2 separate regions of the Rattus norvegicus genome follow, and region 1 is linked to region 2. Evidence: chromatin contacts called from public Hi-C data. All regions are on one chromosome and are shown on one strand. The core of a region is the stretch at or near the end of the contact, and the rest is flanking DNA. Distances in the headings are between cores, read along the strand shown. Region 1 has its middle 38 kb from the start of Trnaa-agc74. Region 2 holds the start of Postn (periostin).

Region 1 (5,619 bases), core at 1,294-3,793, 280 kb after region 2:
GGGGAACAGACAGAACTCACTTTCTTAGGCTGATAGAGCAGGGCTATCCAGCTCAAAATCCCTTCTAGGTGCATGAACTATAATCGATGTATTATTACTCAAAATATAGATATTCCATTAAGATAAAGAAAAATCATCAAAACTTTTGCCCTTATGCAAAATCTTAGTATATATTTGTATAAGAGTACTCATAGTATAAAACCAATTAGGAAAATAGTTTGAGGAGAATCAGAACCTAGCTATTGTGGCTTGAATGAAAATGGCTCCCGCAGGCTCAAAGGGAGTGGCACTATTAGGAAGAATGGCCTTGGTGAAATAGGTGTGGCCTTGTGGAAGGAAGTATGTCACTGGGGGTAACTTTGGAGGTAGTTTTAGAAGGTGAAGCCAGGCCCAGTGTCACTCTCTCTCCTTGCTGCCTATAGATCCAGATGTAGAACTCTTAGCTCCCTCTCCAGCACCATGTCTGCATGCAGGCTGTCATGCTTCCCTCCGTGATGATAATGGAGTAAACCCCTGAACTGTAAGCCAGCTCCAATCAAATGTTCGCTTTTTGAAGAGTTTGCCATGTTCATGGTGTCTCTTTATAGCAATAGAAACCCTAAGACACTAATGAACGACCCTGCCCCAAATTATTCTTTCCCAAAAGCATGAAGCTGAGGAGGCCTCTGTGACACCAGATGTCACACCTCGGTACTGTTCCACCTCAGGAGATTGTCCCTGCTGTAATCGTAGCACTGTTTCATCAGTCTAATTGCTCTGTCGGTCCAAGTCTAGAGTAGTGTCCTGGTGTTAACAGCCATATAGGGTTGGTACAGCTTTAATGTTTCTGCCAAAAGTTACCACTTCGTTCGTCTCTCAAACTGAGCTCTGGGAGTCGCCGGAATCATTATACATAGACCTCTGTCAAATGAAGAGAGGAGAAAAGCACAGATGTGGGAGTTGGCCACACTCCTCGAAGCTTTGGGATTCAGGTTATGCCAGTGTGACTGATTAAATGTGCTACCACTTGCTTGTGTGACATGCAGGACCCCCTTGCAGATGACCACGTGACTAGACGTTTACATCTGTGGCATCGCTATCCAATGCACTGATTAGCTTTGTCCCATAAAACAAGTTGACTAATCAGATGGATATACCTGTAACACAAACCAGGATCATGGAAACCACCAAGGAAGCTCATTGGTATACAGCTTACAGAGAGTGAAAAGAGTTCGGAGACCCTGTCTGGTGTTCCCTCCTCTCAACGAGCTGCATGAGGGTTTGTGGGCAGATATGTTCCTGTATTCTCGTCTACACAGTCAATTCTTCTGGAGGATTGTATTCAGATCGAGAGTCTATGCATTCAACGTTCCGCTAAAATTTGTGAACCTCAAAGACTTTCTTCAGTGATCTGTCATTATGTGCAGAGCAGCAGAAGAACAGAGCTGCCTGGCCCACTAGTTCCCAGCTGCAGCGAGTGCCAGCCTGCCCGCCCTCAGCCCCACTCGTACACAGAAATAGGCAGGGTATGGGACCTGCAGAATAGGAAGGGTGACTTGGCTCCAGGCCTAAGACCATGCGGATTGATCTTAATTCAGCACTGAAGCCCATTAGTGTTTTGGGCTAAGGCAAGTAAGCCACTTATTGGTATTCAATCTAGCTGTGTCTTTTGTGACAGAATGGCAATAGACTTGACCAGTGTGAAGTGTTAGGATTAAAAAAGTGTTGTATGTATTTTCTCCAGGAATTAGTTCTGGTTTGTGCTAATTACATTGCAGCACCACCACGTTGATTGGCAACTCAAGTGCAGAAATCCACATGCTATTTGTCACAAAGGATAGCCATCAAATGGTGCAGCCCACATAGGGAAACTCACAACTACCAGCAAATCCAGTCCCAGGGACTCTGTCACCTTCTTCTGGTCCCCCAAAGGCACTACACATGCATGGCGCACACATATAACTCAGACACAAACACATAAAATAAATCTTTCAATCTGGAGCTCCACGTCTTTAGAAACACACAATGCTTTTGTTTGCACTGGGCTGCTGCAGCCCAGTCCACTGTAATTTTAAACTCTTAAAGGCAGTTCAACCCATAGCTTGCTTGGAAAGCATGACTTTTGGCTGAGTTCAATTACAATTAATTTAAAACATACTGATATTTTATGCTCCTTTGAACTAGCTTTTTAAAAGTACATCAATCTCAGTGAAAAATGTAAACCTCCCCCCAAAAGAAATGCACACAAGATAGGGGCATCAAAGGCTCTCTCTGTCTGACAGAGTCAGAAAGCGAACAAAAGCCTTTTTATTTTATTTTGTGGAGTGGGATATTTTAAAAGACTTCAGTCCTCTTCAGATTGTGTTCCATAAATAAGTGCTATTTTGAACTGGTGGCAAGGAGAGTATGTCCTATTGACTAATGGCTAATGCCTTATGCAGTCTGTGAGGTGTGTGGATTTATGTGTGCCTAATGTTGGCTTGAATTATTTTCCTGGAAGGTATCAGGTCAGCCATCTCCCAAGCTCGCTAAGTACCTATATTATATACCAAACATCAGCCTGTCACCTAGAAGACTCTGCCAACCAATACTGCTCTTCACTGTGATTCTTTTCTGAGACAACTCCATCTTTCTTCTCCACCGACATTTTAGCTGTCTGTCCCCAACGACTCTTACAGGCCTCTAGCTGCTCTCTTTCCTTCTTTTTCCATTATGGTTTATTAACTTCAAATTCTAAGTTCTAGGGAGAAGAGCCAAGCAGGAAAATGAACACACAACATACACCACACCCCCACACACATCACACACCACACACACCCCCACACACACCACATACACACACTCACCACACACTCACCACACACACACACACCACACACACCACATACACACTCACCACACACACCACACACACACACACCACACCCCCACACACACCACATACACACACTCACCACACACACACCACACACACCCCCACACACACCACATACACACACACACCACACACTCACCACACACACACACCACACACACACACCACACACACACACCACACACACACCACACACACACACATATCACACACCACACACACCCCCACACACACCACATACACACACTCACCACACACTCACCACACACACACACCACACACACCACATACACACACTCACCACACACACACCACACACACCCACACACACAACACACACACACACACACCACATACACACACTCACCACACACACACCACACACACCCACACACACAACACACACACACACACACCACACACACCCCCACACATACCACACACACACACCACACACTCACCACATACACACACACACCACACACACACACCACATACACACCACACCACACACACATACATGTACACACCACACACACACCACACACACACACATACATGTACACACCACACACACACCACACACACACACCACACACACACATACACACACCACACACACACATACACACACACCACACACACACCACACATGCACACACCACACACACACACACACACCACACACACACACACACACACCACACACACACACACCACACACACACACACCACACACACACATACACACACACATACACACACACACACACACACACACACACACACACACACCCCACACACTAAATCTCAAGATCTCAAGGGAAGCATCCACGGAGGCAGAGCCAGCATCTCTGGCAGTAGGGCCTTAATCTGGCTATAACGAGCTTCATTGGGAGAAACTGGGTCCAGGTTTGTCTTGCAGATTGCATCTTCCAGGCCCAGTGCTTTTTCCACGAGCAAAGCAATATGGATTCAGAGTAGCTAAAGCAAAGAACATAACAAACCCTAAGACACTTTCTCTGGCCTCCCTCGTCACACTGTGCATGGTCTCGCAGCTTCGTCATTTTACCACACTGACAGATAGCCCATCCGGGGGTTTGTGTTGCAAAAGCCTCTAGATGTGGGACATCTGGTTTTCATCAACTCTGCATGTGGTATGGGAACTACTGTCCTAGAGTCTCCAGAAGTTAGGTAACAGAAAATGATGGTGACGACTTAACAAGTGGGATGAAAGGGCTCCAATCTCAGAACCTGAACTTTCAAGATGGCAAACTCTCCTGCCAGAAGTCTGGTACTGTATTTCTTGTTTATTCCAGAACTAGTGGGAATATCTCCATCCTTGTGGTCGCGGTCTTTCAGCTTCCAGTAGTAACCGGATCCCAGAAGTGATTATATCATTTGAGATCATCTGCTACTTGGGCAAAAGCTAATGCTTCCTTTTCTTGAGTTGGTTTTTCATTTTTAAAATCGTAACGGGAAAGAATATCAGACCCATTTAATTATTTTCCTTAAGTAGTCTTTAAGATGTTTATTAAAGATTTATTTTATGTGTATGAGTACTCTATCTGCATATACATGTACATGCCAGACAAAAGTATCAGATCCCATTACAGATGGTCATGAGCCACCATGTGGTTGCTGGAAATTCAACTCAGGACCTCTAGAAAAGCAACCAGTGCCCTTAACTGCCAAACCATCTCTCTAGCCCTTAAGATATTTTTTAAGACAAGGTCTCCATAAGCTTGTTTTAGAACTCACTATGTAAATCACACAGGCCTGAACTCAGACATTCATCCACCTCTGATTTCAACTACCGGGATTAACGTTGTTTGTCGACCACAAGGTAAAGATTTGTTCTGCTTTCAATTATACATAAGTCTGTACGTCTGTAACATGAGTACAATACTTCGGAGGGTATTGGATCCCCTCACACCAGGGTTACACGTGGCTAAGAACAGCCCGACTCGGGTGCTGGGAACTAAAGTTGGATCCTCTGCAAGAGCAGCAAGCACTCAACCCGAGTCATCTCCCCAACCCTCCTGACATTTCAGTACAGCTCTAATTCATGGACATGTTTCAGTTCTGAGAGGAGACCACACATAGACATGTTGTAAATGAGAGGTAGATACTAGAGAAACACAATCAATGTAGTTGATAGGCAGGGAACGAAAGTTCCTCATGAGTGAGTTGATGCCGTGGGGTTTAAGGGCAGAACAGCAAATGCTGTCTGCGAGGACTCTGGGTTTAGTGGATGAGGGAAGGTAAATAACGATGTTCAGGCCGGAGGCACAGTGCTCTCACCTTGTGCTTCCTTCCACCTTGTGAAGGTGACAGACAGGTGAACTATTACAGCGGTGTGGGCTTATACTGTTCTGCAAATTAAAAGAAACTGGAGGCCAGAGTTAAAAGTCAAAACGGGGGTTGGGGATTTAGCTCAGCGGTAGAGCGCTTGCCTAGCGAGCGAGCGCAAGGCCCTGGGTTCGGTCCCCAGCTCTGAAAAAAAGAAAAAAGAAAAAAAAAAAGTCAAAACAGTAAATCTGAACTTTACTCAGTCACTCACCAAAGGCATTAAGTTATAATGGCTAAAAGCCTAAGGGTGGTTCCTCCTCCCACCCCCACACATCCTGAGTTGAAGGTGGTTGAGCTGAGCTGAGATTCCAGAACAGTTTTCAAAGCTGTGTGACCTTGGGATTGCCGCAGAGCCCTAGGCAGCTCTGTGTTTGGTGAAATGTTAATACTAGCTACCTGTGAGGACTGATCCC
Region 2 (5,745 bases), core at 567-3,066:
GCTCCAGTACAATGTAAATAGCTTGGCATGGTAGCACACATCTATAATGCTAGCACAGCGTTCACAGAACCTGCTGGTGTCCAGAATAGCTAAGCAAAGTGCTCTGGGCTCAGGGAGAAATCCCCAACCCCTGGAAACTAAGATAGGTGAAACTAGAAATAATTATACTGAACAAAGTAGCCCAGAGCCAGAAAGACTAACACCGAATTTCTCTCTCCTGTGTGCACCCTAGCTTTGCTTCTTTAGCTTCTTTGTGTTTAACTGAAAATACCTGTAGAAGTCAGGAAACTAGAAAGGGTCCATGGCTGGGGGATGCTAGAAAAAAAGAAGCAAATATTAAAAGGGGGAAAGAGAATAATGAGCAAATAGGTTCAAAGGATGGGGAATAGAAAAGGGCTTGAAAAAAATAAACAATACAAACGATGTCTGAAAAACCATATAGACACCTACTATTGTATAAGTGTGTGCATGTGCATATATGTATACATACATGTATGTTAGACTATTGTCTGTATATAGTATAGACTATTGTGTAAGCGTCATAATATTATACACACATATATATGTTTACATGCACACATACATACATAGAGAGAGGGTGGGGAGGAGTGCAGTTAACATGCAGGCTTCTCTCAGAAGTCACAGCTCACCAAACAAAAAGCCCAACAGCAGATGTGGGATACATCCCTTCAAGTTGCTGGTCAGGGGTTCCGCCCACCCCGAACAATATAGGCTTTTGGAACCTCATATGGGAACCTCATGTAGGCTGCTGGGGGAGAGAAGCCACCAAAAGGTTTACCCAGGGATGGACCCTATGAGCTACACTAATGACTGGCTTGGCAAGATGTGCTCATGGGGGCAATTGCTGACCATGCTCCAGGGGATGGTCACACACGTGTACACTTAGCACTAACTTGGGACTCGATGGTTTTTAGATAGATAGATAGATAGATAGATAGATAGATAGATAGATAGATAGATGGATAGATAGACAGACAGAAAGATAGATAGAAAGAAAGAAAGAAAGAAAGAAAGAAAGAAAGAAAGATAGATAGATAGATAGATAGAGAGATAGATAGATAGACAGACAGAAAGATAGAAAGATAGAAAGATAGATAGATAGATAGATAGATAGATAGATAGATAGAAAGATAGATAGATAGATGATAGATAGATAGATAGATAGATAGATAGATAGATAGATAGATAGAAAGATAGATAGATAGATAGATAGATAGATAGATAGATAGATAGAAAGATAGAAAGATAGATAGATAGATAGATAGATAGATAGATAGATAGATAGATGAATAAACAGTAGAACATGAAGTTGAGAGCAGGCATAGGGGAGTCTGGGAAGAGTTAGAAGACAGTAGGGTATATGACCAAAATGCACCACAGATATTTTGAGAAATTCTTAAAGAATAAAATAAGGTGGAAAGAGAGGAAGACGTACAGTGTCCGCCTTTGGCTTCCATGCATAGGCACACACATGTGTATCACATAGTCATGCTTTCTTTTCATGTGTCAGTCAGTGGAGGAAAAAAAACCCACTCAGAAAGCAAGTCGATCTATTTCCAGCCATTTCCCACACCGTTACTCTTCATCCAGATTTGACATCACTCATCAGTCCCTTCTGCATGAGCCTGGAGAGATTTCTTGCACGAGATTATTAATTCCTACTTGGTTGGCATTTTGAAATTGTTTTCTATGAATTTCAATTCACCAGTTTAATCAAAATGTAAGAGACATTACCAGTGTTTCTAAACACCTCTGTATACCGTACTTTCTCCACTAGATGTCTCCAGAGAAATACAAAGTAGATAGCACTAATGCAAAATTCATTCTGTTTTAAATGTGCGAATGCACTCAGTTCAGTGAGGGGGAAGCTTCGGTGGCTGACTATTCAATAGAGGAATTGATCCGCTGCAAAGAAGGCTTTTGAAGGCAGAGTCCAAGGAGGGGGAGAAAGCACCACCCTACCCTCCATTACCCCACAGGCTTCTGCCCTGCATCTGTCATGGTTAACAGCTAAGAGATCATGGTTCTTACTCTGGTGTGCAGTGAACCCCACCTTTCCCTGAGTATTGCTCCATTGTCTTTCCTGTGTCACCACAGACTGTGTTGGTGACACAGAAAAAGCCAAGAAAATACCATACTGAGCAGAAGGCTTCAGAAGCCCCACTTCCCATAAGTAACCTTTATAATGTGTCAGTCTGAATTTCTAAGCCTATAGCTTGCCTCCTTGACCTCTTTAAGGTTGGCTGATGATACTCTGTTTTATTTCATTTATACACATTGTCTTAAAGATGGAAAACCAATACATGATTCTTGGTTTAAAGTCTTTCAATCTAATAATCTTTTTTAAAAAGCAGCCTCAGTCAAAGAAACTAAAGATCTCCGAGTCTTGCCTAGAATTTCCATTTGCAGGACTAGAGAAGGCTTGTAGTCTCCATGGACCAGGTGTGGAGGTTTGGAGGAGAACTTTTCCTAAGAAGGTACAGGGTTACCCTCAAGGCTTGACTGGGCTGTAAGAGTGGGTTTGTGTTATGTGATCTATATGTAAACGACTTTTGAGCTCATGTGCCATGACAACTCATGAACCACATATTAACATAGAAGCGTATTAAGATTCATGACACAATCAAGACCAAGGGCATACTGCTTAAGGCTTGTGTGCACAGGCTTACGAAGCACATAGTCCGTGAGGAGTCCCGGGGACTGCGGGAGTTTGAGGTTGGTTTCACAGTGGTGAGTAAGTGTGGCAGGCAGTGCAGTGACCTCGTGGTCTCTGGGGGCTCGATAACAGAGAACTGCCTATAAATCAGCATCCCATGCCTAGAGACAGACGGCCCTGTCTCCCAGTCACACTCTCTCTTTTGAGTTACATAATGAACCATTTCTTTTTCCTTAATGACTTACATCTCTGGGTCAGACTTTGCAGCCCTGGAAAGTCGGACTTAATTTTCATGATTTCCGTCATCTTCCCAACTGGTAGAAAAAGTGCAAGGGTTAGTAGGGTCAGGATAGTTTCACAGAGCAGAAGAGAAAGGGCCCTGTATGGAGAGCAACTTTTGATGAGAGCCCCGGAAGAGAGTGTGCCCTTTTGTGGATTTTTTTCCCACTCTCTTCTACAACTTGGGCTAAGATTCCCTTCTTAGCCTTCCTTTTCTCAGCCGTTCCCAAACTGGCTCAGAGCCTCTCTCTAGCTTTGGACTTTCTCCCAACAATTACCGTGCAGTATCTCTCTTCTCACCTGGCCTCTGTCTCTTCAAGTATCCTGATTTCTCCATCTTTACCTAAAATCTCTGCTCTTCTCTGGATTACGGGTGGTCTCTGTGTCTCTGGCTCTTGTTTGAAAGACCCTCCCTGATGTCATTATTGACCCCCATTAGTTAATAATTTTGAAGGTTTGGCATGAGTTGACTTCCATGGGAGTTTGGTAAGTCTCAAACATGATGCTTGGAGTAGAAAGATTTCAGATTTCTATTATTGGAAACTATAAAAGGGGGCTTCAGAATGCCTTTCTGTCATATGAGAATACGCTTTGCCTTGTGCAAAATGGTAAATACATGTTGCTTGTCAGAATAGCACAGTAACCTCGTCAATAAATGATGTTCCCCGAACATTCTAACAGCCAGTTGATTGATATCAGATAGACCTTATATGCATAAGATAGGACTGCCCTTTCATTGAGCAGTTACCGACAGCCCACCATTTGTACAACCTAAGAGTAGCAAAAGCTATTTATAAAGCAAACAAGAGAAAAGACAGTTAAAGTAAGAATGGCTTCATTTAGATAAATATAAATAAGAGATTAGTGTCTCTGTCACACAAGTACCCTGGAAAGAACATAGTTTACTTTCCATGATATCTTCTCTCCCCGTTCCCCAGAGATAATTCGGTATATTCTCAATCCTTTAATACCAAAATTTCAGAAGTGACAGAGGCTTCTGACTCATCTTCAAACTGTGTACTTAATAAATTAGCTGTTGGCTGCAGGATTATTTTAACACTGAAAGGCAGTTCCCACAGAAAGCTCACACATCTCTCCAGATAAGGAACTCTCTCTGGCCTCCCCCTTAAACTTTTCCAACTGTAAAACATAAAGAATCCAGCCATGGTGTCTTTGCCTTGTCAGTGAGAAAACACTACGGATGCTCAAAACAGAGGGGGGACTTCACGGCACAGCACAGAAACACCCTCCCCCCTCTCTAGGGATGCTTTAAAATCTGTGCATTCAGAGACAGATGGCTGTTCCCATTCCCTGCCTTCTGAACTTTCTAATCATTGAAGTTTCTTCATCCAAAGGATTCTCCACATGTGTGAAGACCTAAAAAATCTGTGTCTTCCCTCAGCTGGGGATGCTGAAATTCAACACCGAGAGAGTGCAGTTGTTCTTTTAAAAATCAGAAGAATATTCTTGGCAGCAGCCCTGTTTCTTAATATGCATTTAATTGCCACATTACTTCTAGATTAGTAATACCTGTTTCCAGGTCTTATCAGAGTATGCAGTGTGTGGGAGATGAAAAGCAATAAAAAGGAAAATTGTGTGTGTGTGTGTGTGTGTGTGTGTGTGTGTGTGTGTGTGTGTGTGTGAAAAGTTAGAGAAATTCTCCCAAAGCAGGTCTTTGTAACTTAACTCTCTATACTCATTAAGAGTTGGAAAGTCAGGACCCAAGTTTCACAGGACTTCAAGAAACATGTGCCTCCACATTAGCTGTGGAAATTGTACTTTGTATGCATTGTAAATCTATCCAGGATTTGTGTTAAATTCCCTTTGTGATTTCTTCTCTGTCGAAAAATAACCTCAGTGTTCTGTTGTGGGACGATTTAAGTGTGATAAGATCAAACTAAGAAAGTCACTGAGCTCGGAGACACAGAGAGTGGCAGAGGCACATGGGGGAGAGGTCCCTGAACTCAGATACAGCTGTTTTCACAGGGTAAACCTATAGAAGTGAAAAAACGGCCACACTATGATTAAAAACAAATAGAGGGAAGAGTTCAGACTGCTCAGAACCCAGGAGACAGCACAGGGCTGCTGGTGCTTCTGCAAGGCAGTTGCAAGTTTCAGGTTGGCCCAGCGCCCCCTCCCACAGCCATGCTCCCTCCCACAGCCCAGAGCTCTATAAATTCAGCTCTCTAGAACACAGGCCAGATCTCTTCCTGGACGGAGCTCAGGGCTGAAGATGGTTCCTCTCCTGCCCTTATCTGCTCTGCTGCTGCTGTTCCTGTGTGACGTTGACCCCGCAAATGCCAACAGTTACTATGACAAGGTCCTAGCTCACAGCCGCATCAGGGGTCGGGATCAGGGGTAAGTCCCTGGCTTGTTTCCTTTTGGCTTATTCCACTTAGCTTGTTCTAGAAATATGTAGAAGTTCCTTGTAAATGCACAGGGTAGCTGTAGTTCTTCTTACTGCAAGGTAATAGGAAAAGGAACAATTCTGAATATTCTGTAAATAGACATATATAGACAGAGATAGATAGTTACTATGGCATATATGTGCCTTAAATTCATAAGTATTGCTATCAACATAGCAAGTATTATTACTTGATGTGGATTATTAATTTTAATGTAATTAACAAAATACAGTTGGGTAATCCTTAGTAATTCTGTTTACTTGGGTTTTTATTTCTCTCCATGACTGCAGAGTATGGTTTTCAAAATCAAAGTGTCTGCTCTCTGATGGTATCATGTCAAAGGCTTTGAGATGTCTCTCGGGATATCGGTGCAAATTTCCTTTG

What was found. A called contact is a pair of places that touch in the nucleus more often than the background predicts.
Region 1: a contact with region 2 is called in a Hi-C map of Schwann cells, with 6 times the contacts expected there. The contact joins two enhancer-like sites. A contact is called at or near these places in 2 of 12 Hi-C or Micro-C datasets (the A7r5 cell line and Schwann cells).

What each region holds. Positions count from the first base shown.
Region 1 is chr2:140,950,443-140,956,061 of GRCr8, forward strand. No RefSeq gene overlaps it. Among named protein-coding and RNA genes, the nearest start is that of Trnaa-agc74, 38 kb to the right of the region's middle. Within about 2 kb of position 2,544, at least 1 of the 93 cell types and tissues checked has an H3K27ac peak or open chromatin away from gene starts, as enhancers often do. A contact at or near this core is called in Schwann cells, where this site is marked.
Region 2 is chr2:140,672,890-140,678,634 of GRCr8, forward strand. It overlaps Postn (periostin), which reads left to right and starts at 5,172. Exons shown (of 22, transcript NM_001108550.1): 1 at 5,172-5,314. The coding sequence starts at 5,190. Within about 2 kb of position 1,817, at least 2 of the 93 cell types and tissues checked have an H3K27ac peak or open chromatin away from gene starts, as enhancers often do. A contact at or near this core is called in Schwann cells, where this site is marked.